3 separate regions of the Sus scrofa genome follow, and regions 1 and 3 are each linked to region 2. Evidence: chromatin contacts called from public Hi-C and promoter capture Hi-C data. All regions are on one chromosome and are shown on one strand. The core of a region is the stretch at or near the end of the contact, and the rest is flanking DNA. Distances in the headings are between cores, read along the strand shown. Region 1 holds the start of PTAFR (platelet-activating factor receptor). Region 2 holds the start of EYA3 (eyes absent homolog 3). Region 3 holds the start of DNAJC8 (dnaJ homolog subfamily C member 8).

Region 1 (2,700 bases), core at 5-2,504, 87 kb before region 2:
GTTCTTAGAGCTGGTATTTGAGAATGTCCACCTATGTCAGGGCCCAGCTTGCTTTTCTCTGTTTCCTGCTAAGCCCAATTCGCTATGTCCTGGAGGTCGGGTGGTGGGGGGAGGTGGAGACAAGGAGTAGCTCTCAGCCCAGAACCCACGAAGCTGGAGCCCAGGCACTGTCCTAGGCTTTGAGAGAACTATGGTGCTTCGCCATGGTCAGAGTGGGCACTCGTCAGAGTGGGCTGTCCTCTCCCTCAGACAGGGGGCTCCTGAGGGCCGGGATGCTGTATCTCCCCTCACAAGGGGCTGGCTTCCAGAGCCAGAATTTTCTCTTTCCTAATAGACTTCTTATCCCTCAAGACAGGCTCCTCCTTGGTTGGGGGCAATTGTGGGCAGGACAGGCTATCTCATACCCATGGGGCAGAAGCTTCCTGTGGGCAAGACTGGCTGTGTGTCCCCTCAGATGGGAATCTTCTGAAAGCTGCTTTGGGTTTTTTGTTTGTTTGTTTGTTTTAGAGCCACACCCATGGCATATGGAAGTTCCCAGGCTAGGGATCGAATTGGAGCTACAGCTGCTGGCCTACATCATAGCCACAGCAACGCGGGATCCAAGTCACATCTTCAACTTACACCACAGCTCATGGCAATGCCAGATCCTTATTAACCCACTGAGTGAGGCCAGGGATCAAACCTGCATCCTCCTGGATACTAGTTAGGGTCTTAACCTGCTGAGCCACCATGGGAACTCCCAGCTTTGGGTCTTGTCCAGCAGCATGGAGCTCACTGGAGTTGGGACAGCATCCCCAGATGCTCAGGCTCCTGATAGGGCTGTGTCCCTTTCCCATCTCTCTAGACTGGGGGCTCCTGAGGACAGGGCTGGGACCTTCCCTAGGTCAGGGCCCTTTTTCCCTCAGACCAGGGACCCACTCCTCCCTCCTCTGCCAGCCCAGGCCCAGCCCTTCCTCTCAGAGGGGCTTTGCCTTGGATGGATCAGCCCTGTGTTACTGGCCGAGCTAACGTGCAGAGAGAGAGAGAGAGACACTCCCTGCTGGATGTGAGTATTCCTGGTGATCTTGTGTTTGGGGCCCCACCCAAGGAGCTGGCTTCCTGGCCTGGTGCCTGGCCCACCCTGCAGGCAGCCCTCCCCTAGTTCTTTATCCGTCACTGCTCACCGGGGATTGGAGCTGAAGTGAGTCACACACCTGGGTCTGGGCCTGCCTTCTGCCTTCTGCCTCCTCCCCATTCCCAGCCCCACTTCCTGAGTTCTCCGAAGGAACCATCCAGGAAACATGCTCTCAGCGGCCCCGACCTCAGCCTCTTTGTCACCTCCTGGACCACTGTCCCTGCAATTTCTCAGGTAAGAGGCTAGCGGCCTGGGTGAGAAGGCCAGGTTCGGCTGCTTTGTCTGGCTGCTCTGCAGGATCCTTGGGGCTGGTCCGGCTCTGGAGGGGTGCGCAGAGCTCGGTTATGCCTGATTCCCTCCCATCAGCACCTCCTCGCATACACACAACCCCTTTCCTCTCTCACAGACACAGCACACATCCGTTCACCCCTCACAGTTAACACATATGGTCACCGACAGACCTGGCGTTCCTTCACACATCTCCCACAAACACAGTTCATGGTTCACAGCCCTTCCCCATTGTACAACAGAGCTTGACCTCCACTGATCCAACCCATGAGCCCGCACTACCTACAATACACATGTGTCACAGTTGACACAATATCCCTTCATGGGATGGATATTGTTACCCACAGGACGAAACACACATCTTTACAGACAAACAACGTGTACAATAGTGTTGAAACACATACCACATGAACCCTTGCAGGACACAACAGGCACAGGCATGAAGACCCTCCACTCACAGCAAACAAACCTACTCTACAAAGACACACTAACATATGTCTACACACACACACACACACACACACACACGCGCGCACACACACACACACACACACACACACACACATACACACGTCCCCAGGACCCTTGGGTGGTACTCAGCCTGGGCAGGGGCTGGGACCCAGTCAGTGGCACCATCCCCACTTCTCACCCTTCCCTCTGGATCCTGCTTGTGCATGGGGGGTCAGCCAGGAGCAGAGCTGGGGGTCCTGGCCACATCACAGAGGGAGGGTCCCCTCTCCTAGCTGTCTGAGTGCTGATTTCTAATGGCTCTGGGACTCCACAAAAGCTGATAATAATAATAAAAAAGCTAACTACACATCACATGGCTGCCGTGGGTCAGACATCAAGCTCAATGCTTTTGTAAGCCTTATTTTATTATATGATACATTTTATGAGTCATTTTACAACTATAAAATAGAGCTGTTTCGATACAGGCTCAGAGAGGTTAACAAACTTGCCTGATATGCCACAGCCAGGAGAGAGCAGTGGGATTTAGACCTAGGTAAGTCTGACCTCAGATTCCATCTCTTATTTATTTATTAATATTTTATTTTTTTAAAGAGGTAACCAATGAACAAGTTAAAGATTCAGTAGATGTAAAAGAATGCCTGGTGAAAAGACGCTCTCTGATCCTTAGTCTCGCTCTCTGGAGGGACCTGGATTACCCCTTGGAGGTCTCTCTTGTAACAACTGCCACAGGGAACTCTAGCAGTAAGCATTCCAGGCTTCCAAGTGGCTCAGCGGTAACAACCCCAACTAGCATCCATGAGGACGCATGTTTGATCCCTGGCCTCTCT
Region 2 (2,700 bases), core at 32-2,531:
ATCTGATTAAGGGGTCTTGTTTTGTTTTGTTTTTTTGTCTTTTTGCCTTTTTCTAGGGCCACACCTGCGGCATATAGAGGGTCCCAGGCTAGGGGTCTAATCAGAACTGTAGCCACCAGCCTATACCACAGCCACAGCAACTCGAGATCCAAGCCACATCTACGACCTACACTACAGCTCACAGCAATGCCAGATCCTTAACCCACTGAGTGAGGCCAGGGATTGAACCCGCAACGTCATGGTTCCTAGTTGTATTGGTTAACCACTGAGCCACAACGGAAACACCCTGATTAAGGTTTTAACAGGAGCCGACTGGTGCTGTCCTGGAAGGGCAAGGGTATAAAAAGAGTAAATGGTCATACACTGACTGTGGCTTGTACCAACAGAGGCAGTAAATGGTTGCAATCTGGACAGATTTTGAAGGCAGATCCTGCAGAATTTCTGATGAATTAGATGTAGGGTGTGAGGGAGAGAGAGGAGTCAAGGATCTCAGTAAATGAAATTACTTAGTAAATTGTCACAAAGAGAAGTGATCTAAGAAGATAAAAGACATAAATCAAAAAACATAAGAAAAGAAGTACCTAGGAGGTGTAACAACTAAAAGTGTTTAGTTTTTCTGGATTTTGTATTTGTGAAATTTAAAAAACTTGTAATTTGTGATTTCTTTTCTCACAGTAAAGATTCATTTTTATACCTAATATTGTACTTGTAATTGTGGATTTCCTTAAAGAGAGCCCTCCAACTGAATAAACTTCAAGTCCTTAGAAAACCTGAATTCAACTCTGCTCCTTGTCCATACTGGGGTAGTAACTTAATGAAGCATTTAAAAATCTTGTTTCTGATAAAATTATTAACTAAAATACTGTGTCCGAAAGAGAAATTAATTGTAAGCTCAACACACTATTAAGAATAAACTACTACTGGGAATAAAAAATCACCTTGGGCAAACCTCCCCTCCCAGTGCCTTTCAGAACTTCCCAGCCATTCTTCCTCCCAAATACATCCAACATTTCACTTTCGTTTTAGAGAGACAGGGATTACACGCATTTCAAAAGAACTTGAAAAATGAGTGCTGTGTATTTTTCAATCGGGGCGGCTTGTAGCCCAGCGGCACCAGGGCCTGGGCGTTCTAAATACCAGCCTACCCGCACCAAACACCTCCGAGGCGCGGGCGGAACCAGAAGCGGGGCTACCAAGACGGTCGACTGGGCGGGGTCAAGGCTCTTCTCCGCCCCGCCCCGTGAGGCCTGACACATGCGCCCAAAGGATTTGGGTGGAACGAGGTGTGGCTTGTGAGACGACCCTAGCCGCCGACTTCCGGTTCCTAGGGATGCGCCTCCGGGTCACACTAACGCCGCCGTTTCCTCCAGCCGCTTGGTTCTCCTGTGAGTCTGGACCAGTCCCCATGTCCTGCTGTGGGGCCTCTGCAGCCTTTGGGTGAGTCTTCGCTACCGACAGGGTCTGAGTGCGGCCGGTCGAGTACAGCCTGTAGAGGGACGGGTCAAGAGTAGTGTCCCGGTCTCTGTGGGTGGGGGTTCTCTTTGCCTGTCCCTTGTCCCTGCAGTGCTTCCTGAGCTCATTTCGTTTCTTTCCCCCACGCTGGCCTCGCCTCTTTCACCTCAGCTGAGATTGTTTCGTTGCCGCTTTACCTCTCGTCTGGTTGTTTTCCCTGCGCCTCATCCACCCTTTAAAAGCCCTTGTTTCTTGCCTTTCGCCTCAGCTGGTCCCTGAGCTACTGCCTCTAGGTTTTGACCCTGCTCTCACTTTAGCACCTCTCTTCCCCAGCCTCTAATCCCGGGATCTCGCTGTTCTTTCAACCCAGCAGGACGGCCCATCTCCTCGTTGTGCACACCCTGCTCCAGTGCGAAACAGCAAGTCTCTCTCTAGGGTCCTAGCTCCTGGTCCCCCAACTTTCCCCCTCCCGGGACGGTTAGGTGACATTTGCGCTTCACCTGGTGTTCTCCCGCCTTTTCTTCCTTTGCCCAAGCCCCGATCTAGGCAATTTTACCCGACCTGGTGTAAGTTTTCTTTAAAGTGCTGAGGCAGACTACTGTAGCTTCAGTAGTTAGGGAGCAACAAAGGCGTTCCCAGTTCTTCCTTGGAGCACACTTTCGGGGGCTTTCGCTACCGCAGGCTAACAGGTGGCAGGCACACAGAACTGCTGGCAATTGGATTTGTGTACTCCTGTTAAATTGACAGGTCCTGAGGACGTCCTGTCATTTTCGTGTTCTCTATCCCATGAGAATGGATATGCACAGCTGAGGCCAAAATGCGTATGTTCTGGGGCGATCAGCTCTGTTTTCTGCATGGGCTTTACTTAATAGAATAGTTGCTGTGACAGGACAGATTTTTGGGAGATTGTTAGCCCCAGATTTGTAAGTTCATTTTCAGAAATTTCACTGTGCTGTTACTGAAAATTTTTCTGCCAACGAGTTCGGCATAGTAATTTCAAACTTCATATTCTTTAGTTGAATTTATTGTGTATGTGTGTCTTTATCCAGCCTCTTTATACATTGTTTCTTTATTTTTACTGTATTGACAAGTTTCCTGTTTTTCTTCCTGTTTCTTTATAAACCAGACATTACATTACTTTATTACCTAGCATATTCTTCTGACTATTATTTTTTCTTTACATTTTCCAGCGTAGTCTTAAAACCATCTTTTTCTCATTTTGAGACTTAGGTTTGTCAAAGATTTCTT
Region 3 (2,810 bases), core at 77-2,576, 120 kb before region 2:
AACTATAAAATGTAGGAGGCCAATTAGAGGTCTCTAAGGGCTGCACCTTGTCTCTCTGGTATGGTAGCTGTTATGGTGATAATTCTTAAGAGTGAGCAGGAGAGGGTAGAAGTGAGAAGATAGGCCAAGAATCGAGATTAATTCCACACTGCTCCTCACTGTGGTTAGCAGTCCCTGTGAGATAACTCAAGGTTGGTAAACAGAGTATATAGGCCCAGCCCACAAGAAGCGGGGAGGGTTCCAACCAGGAGCAGCTGCCACATGCTCCTGCAACCCACTAGCTCAGGCAAGTTGGAGAGGTGTGAGGATCTAGAAATGGCTGAGAGGGTCTGAGGTCAGGGAATCCATCCATGCGGGCTAGCAAAGCGAAGGCCTGGGTGATGGGTGGGGGAGGCCGGAGGGATAGGCTCAGAGGGTCTGCACGTAATTGGAACCTTCGGATCTAGACTCTCTGGGAGGAATCTGGGGGGCGTTTCGCATGACGCGGAGAGAACTCCACGGGCGGAGATGGTAAATGATTCAGGAAGAATTGAGCCGTGTTGGCGAATTCTGAAGACTCGCAGGTGGAAATGTCTTGGGTTTGGGGGCCTTGGGATTCGGCAGGGCAGTGGGAACGCCCTATAGGTGGCAACAGTAGGGCCATCAAACGATGAGTGTAGTGGGTCGGGGCTGGGAAGTTCTGTTGGGAGATGGGACGCCACAGAACACCAGGGAGGGCAGCAGGGTGGGGCCGTTGGCAGTTTAAGAAGGACTGGAAGGCCGTGAGACTTCCAGGGCTGGTCTCTGGGCCCCTTGGCTCTCACCGGAAGTATCGTTCCTCATCAGCCTGCTCTTTCTTTCCGAAGGCTCCACCGGCGTCCCGGACTGCACCCGCACCGGAGCGGACACCCTCTGGCTGCGGAGAGAGACCGGAGCATTGGTAAAGGCGAGGAGGGAGAGATGGGAGTCCCCGCTCAGGGATGGGGTAGCGGGCACTGCCGCCGGCGTACCGTATCAGAGCTGAAGCCTCGGCTTTGCATGGCCCAGACACTCCACGCGCCGATCCGCGAGCGCACCGCCAACGCCGTGGCTGCCATTGCTGTCAGTGCAGTACCTCTCCAGTGACCCGAGGTGCAGCTCCTCTGTACGCTAACGGCGCTGCTGGCCGGGAAGCCAATTGTTTCTCTGGAGAGGCGGGATGAACCCAGGAATAGCGAATCATGAGAGGGGGAGGCGGGGTTCCTGTGGCTTACAGCGAATCCTGACCGAGAGGCGGGCCTATTCTTAGCCAACCACTCGCAAGGGCTCCAGGGTCAAAGGACTGGAGGAAAGCAATGGAGGAGATTGGGAAAAACAGGAGCAGAGGGTCAGAAGGCGAGATTTCGGCTCCTGAAGCTATTAGATTTAGGCATGTGTCCATCCCTCCCTTACGATTCCAATCCTAAAGTTGTTATTTTTAAACACCCAAAGGAAGTCTTCCCTTTCCTGGACTACTAGCATCAATAAGATGGGTACTACGCTAGTGAGAGTGGGCAGCTTTGTCCAGGATTCCTTGACTTAGTCATCAAGACTTGTGAGCAAATTTTCTTAAAAAAGTATGTGTATATGGTTAGTGTTCTTTAGTTGCGATGGCATTTCACTCTCAAGTCTCAGTTTAAATGTCAGTTCAGAGAAAACTTCCCTGACCTCCTATCTTAGCCTCCTATTTTGTTCTTTCTCTCTTGCACCTTTGATCTTATGAAGTTAATAGGGCCTTGGTCAGTCAAGTAGGCTTTGAATTAATATTTGCAGGATGCATTGATATGTTATCAAATGGGCTGTATAACAGGACTTTTGGCAATGTGATGCAATGAAGAGGAAAAGCAGAGTCTAGGTAAGGCTTTGCCTTGACCTTCCTTGGCCATCTAACAAATGTGATCAAGATAATAGTAGTTTATGGCCTTTGCCTGGGTTATTTTCCTTTTCTGGGCCCAATTTTTTCTCCTTTAGATGAGAGGGTTGGGCTAGATCTTATTCATGACTTTAAAAATATCTTCCTTGGCTTTCTATGAAAGTGTGGAACTGTTTTTATTGATCATCTTTTGGTTTGAAAAATACCAGCCCTGGGTTATATGACTTAAGTAGAAGGAAATGGCTGCAAGGTACATTTCCAAATGTTCATTACAGAAAACTTGGAAAAACACAAAAGCAGGAAACAAATAATAATCACTCATAAGCCTGCTACCTGGTGATAAAAATTTGGAGTGTTTCTATATATTTAAGGGCCATTCCCATTTCAGACACTCTGATTTTAGTCCTCAGATACTACTATTTTTTGATTGTTTCCTAGGTGGTATCCAGTGGAGGGTCCTGCTGAGTTTGTGCAAAAGATTGATCCAAGCACTATGATGCAGGCTATAATTTTTTAAAAAATGGAAAATAATAAGCATTGGTGAGGATGTGGAGAAATTGTAGCCCTCCAATGGGTTAGCTACTGTGGAAAACAGCTTGGCAGTTGCTCAAAAGGTTAAATATAGAATTACCGTATGACTCTGCAACTTCATTTCTAGGTATATCCCCCCCCATTGGAAACGGATACTCATACACATGTTCATAGTAGCACTATTTCACAACAGCCCAAAGATGGAAACAACCCAAATGTAATGTCCATCAGCTGATGAATGTATAAACAAATTGTGGTATATACATACAGTAGAATACTATTCAACCAAAAAAATAATGAAGTCATGATATATGCAATGCCTTGAATGAACCTTGAGAACATCATACTAAGGGAAGTAAGCCAGACACAGAATGTCACATATTGGATAAACGGCATTTATATGAAATGT

The links. Promoter capture Hi-C pulls out the DNA fragments that hold promoters and counts their contacts. A called contact is a pair of places that touch in the nucleus more often than the background predicts.
Region 1: a contact with region 2 is called in a Hi-C map of mesenteric adipose tissue, with 2.0 times the contacts expected there. The contact joins the promoter of PTAFR here to the promoter of EYA3 in region 2. A contact is called at or near these places in 2 of 5 promoter capture datasets (fetal liver and liver), 25 of 47 Hi-C or Micro-C datasets (alveolar macrophages, blood, brain and 11 more) and 2 of 2 datasets of contacts at active chromatin or transcription factors (alveolar macrophages and skeletal muscle).
Region 3: a promoter capture Hi-C map of liver shows a contact between it and region 2, with 3 times the contacts expected there. The contact joins the promoter of DNAJC8 here to the promoter of EYA3 in region 2. A contact is called at or near these places in 3 of 5 promoter capture datasets (fetal liver and liver), 8 of 47 Hi-C or Micro-C datasets (alveolar macrophages, blood, epiblast stem cells and 5 more) and 1 of 2 datasets of contacts at active chromatin or transcription factors (alveolar macrophages).

What each region holds. Positions count from the first base shown.
Region 1 is chr6:85,270,914-85,273,613 of Sscrofa11.1, reverse strand. PTAFR (platelet-activating factor receptor) reads left to right here and starts at 1,254. Exons shown (of 3, transcript XM_021095662.1): 1 at 1,254-1,348; 2 at 2,338-2,405.
Region 2 is chr6:85,184,437-85,187,136 of Sscrofa11.1, reverse strand. It overlaps EYA3 (eyes absent homolog 3), which reads left to right and starts at 1,281. Exons shown (of 18, transcript XM_021095661.1): 1 at 1,281-1,437.
Region 3 is chr6:85,305,538-85,308,347 of Sscrofa11.1, reverse strand. DNAJC8 (dnaJ homolog subfamily C member 8) reads left to right here and starts at 1,326. Exons shown (of 10, transcript XM_003356239.4): 1 at 1,326-1,852. It overlaps ATPIF1 (ATPase inhibitory factor 1), which reads right to left and starts at 1,106. Exons shown (of 3, transcript NM_001097486.1): 1 at 990-1,106; 2 at 804-895. The coding sequence starts at 1,076.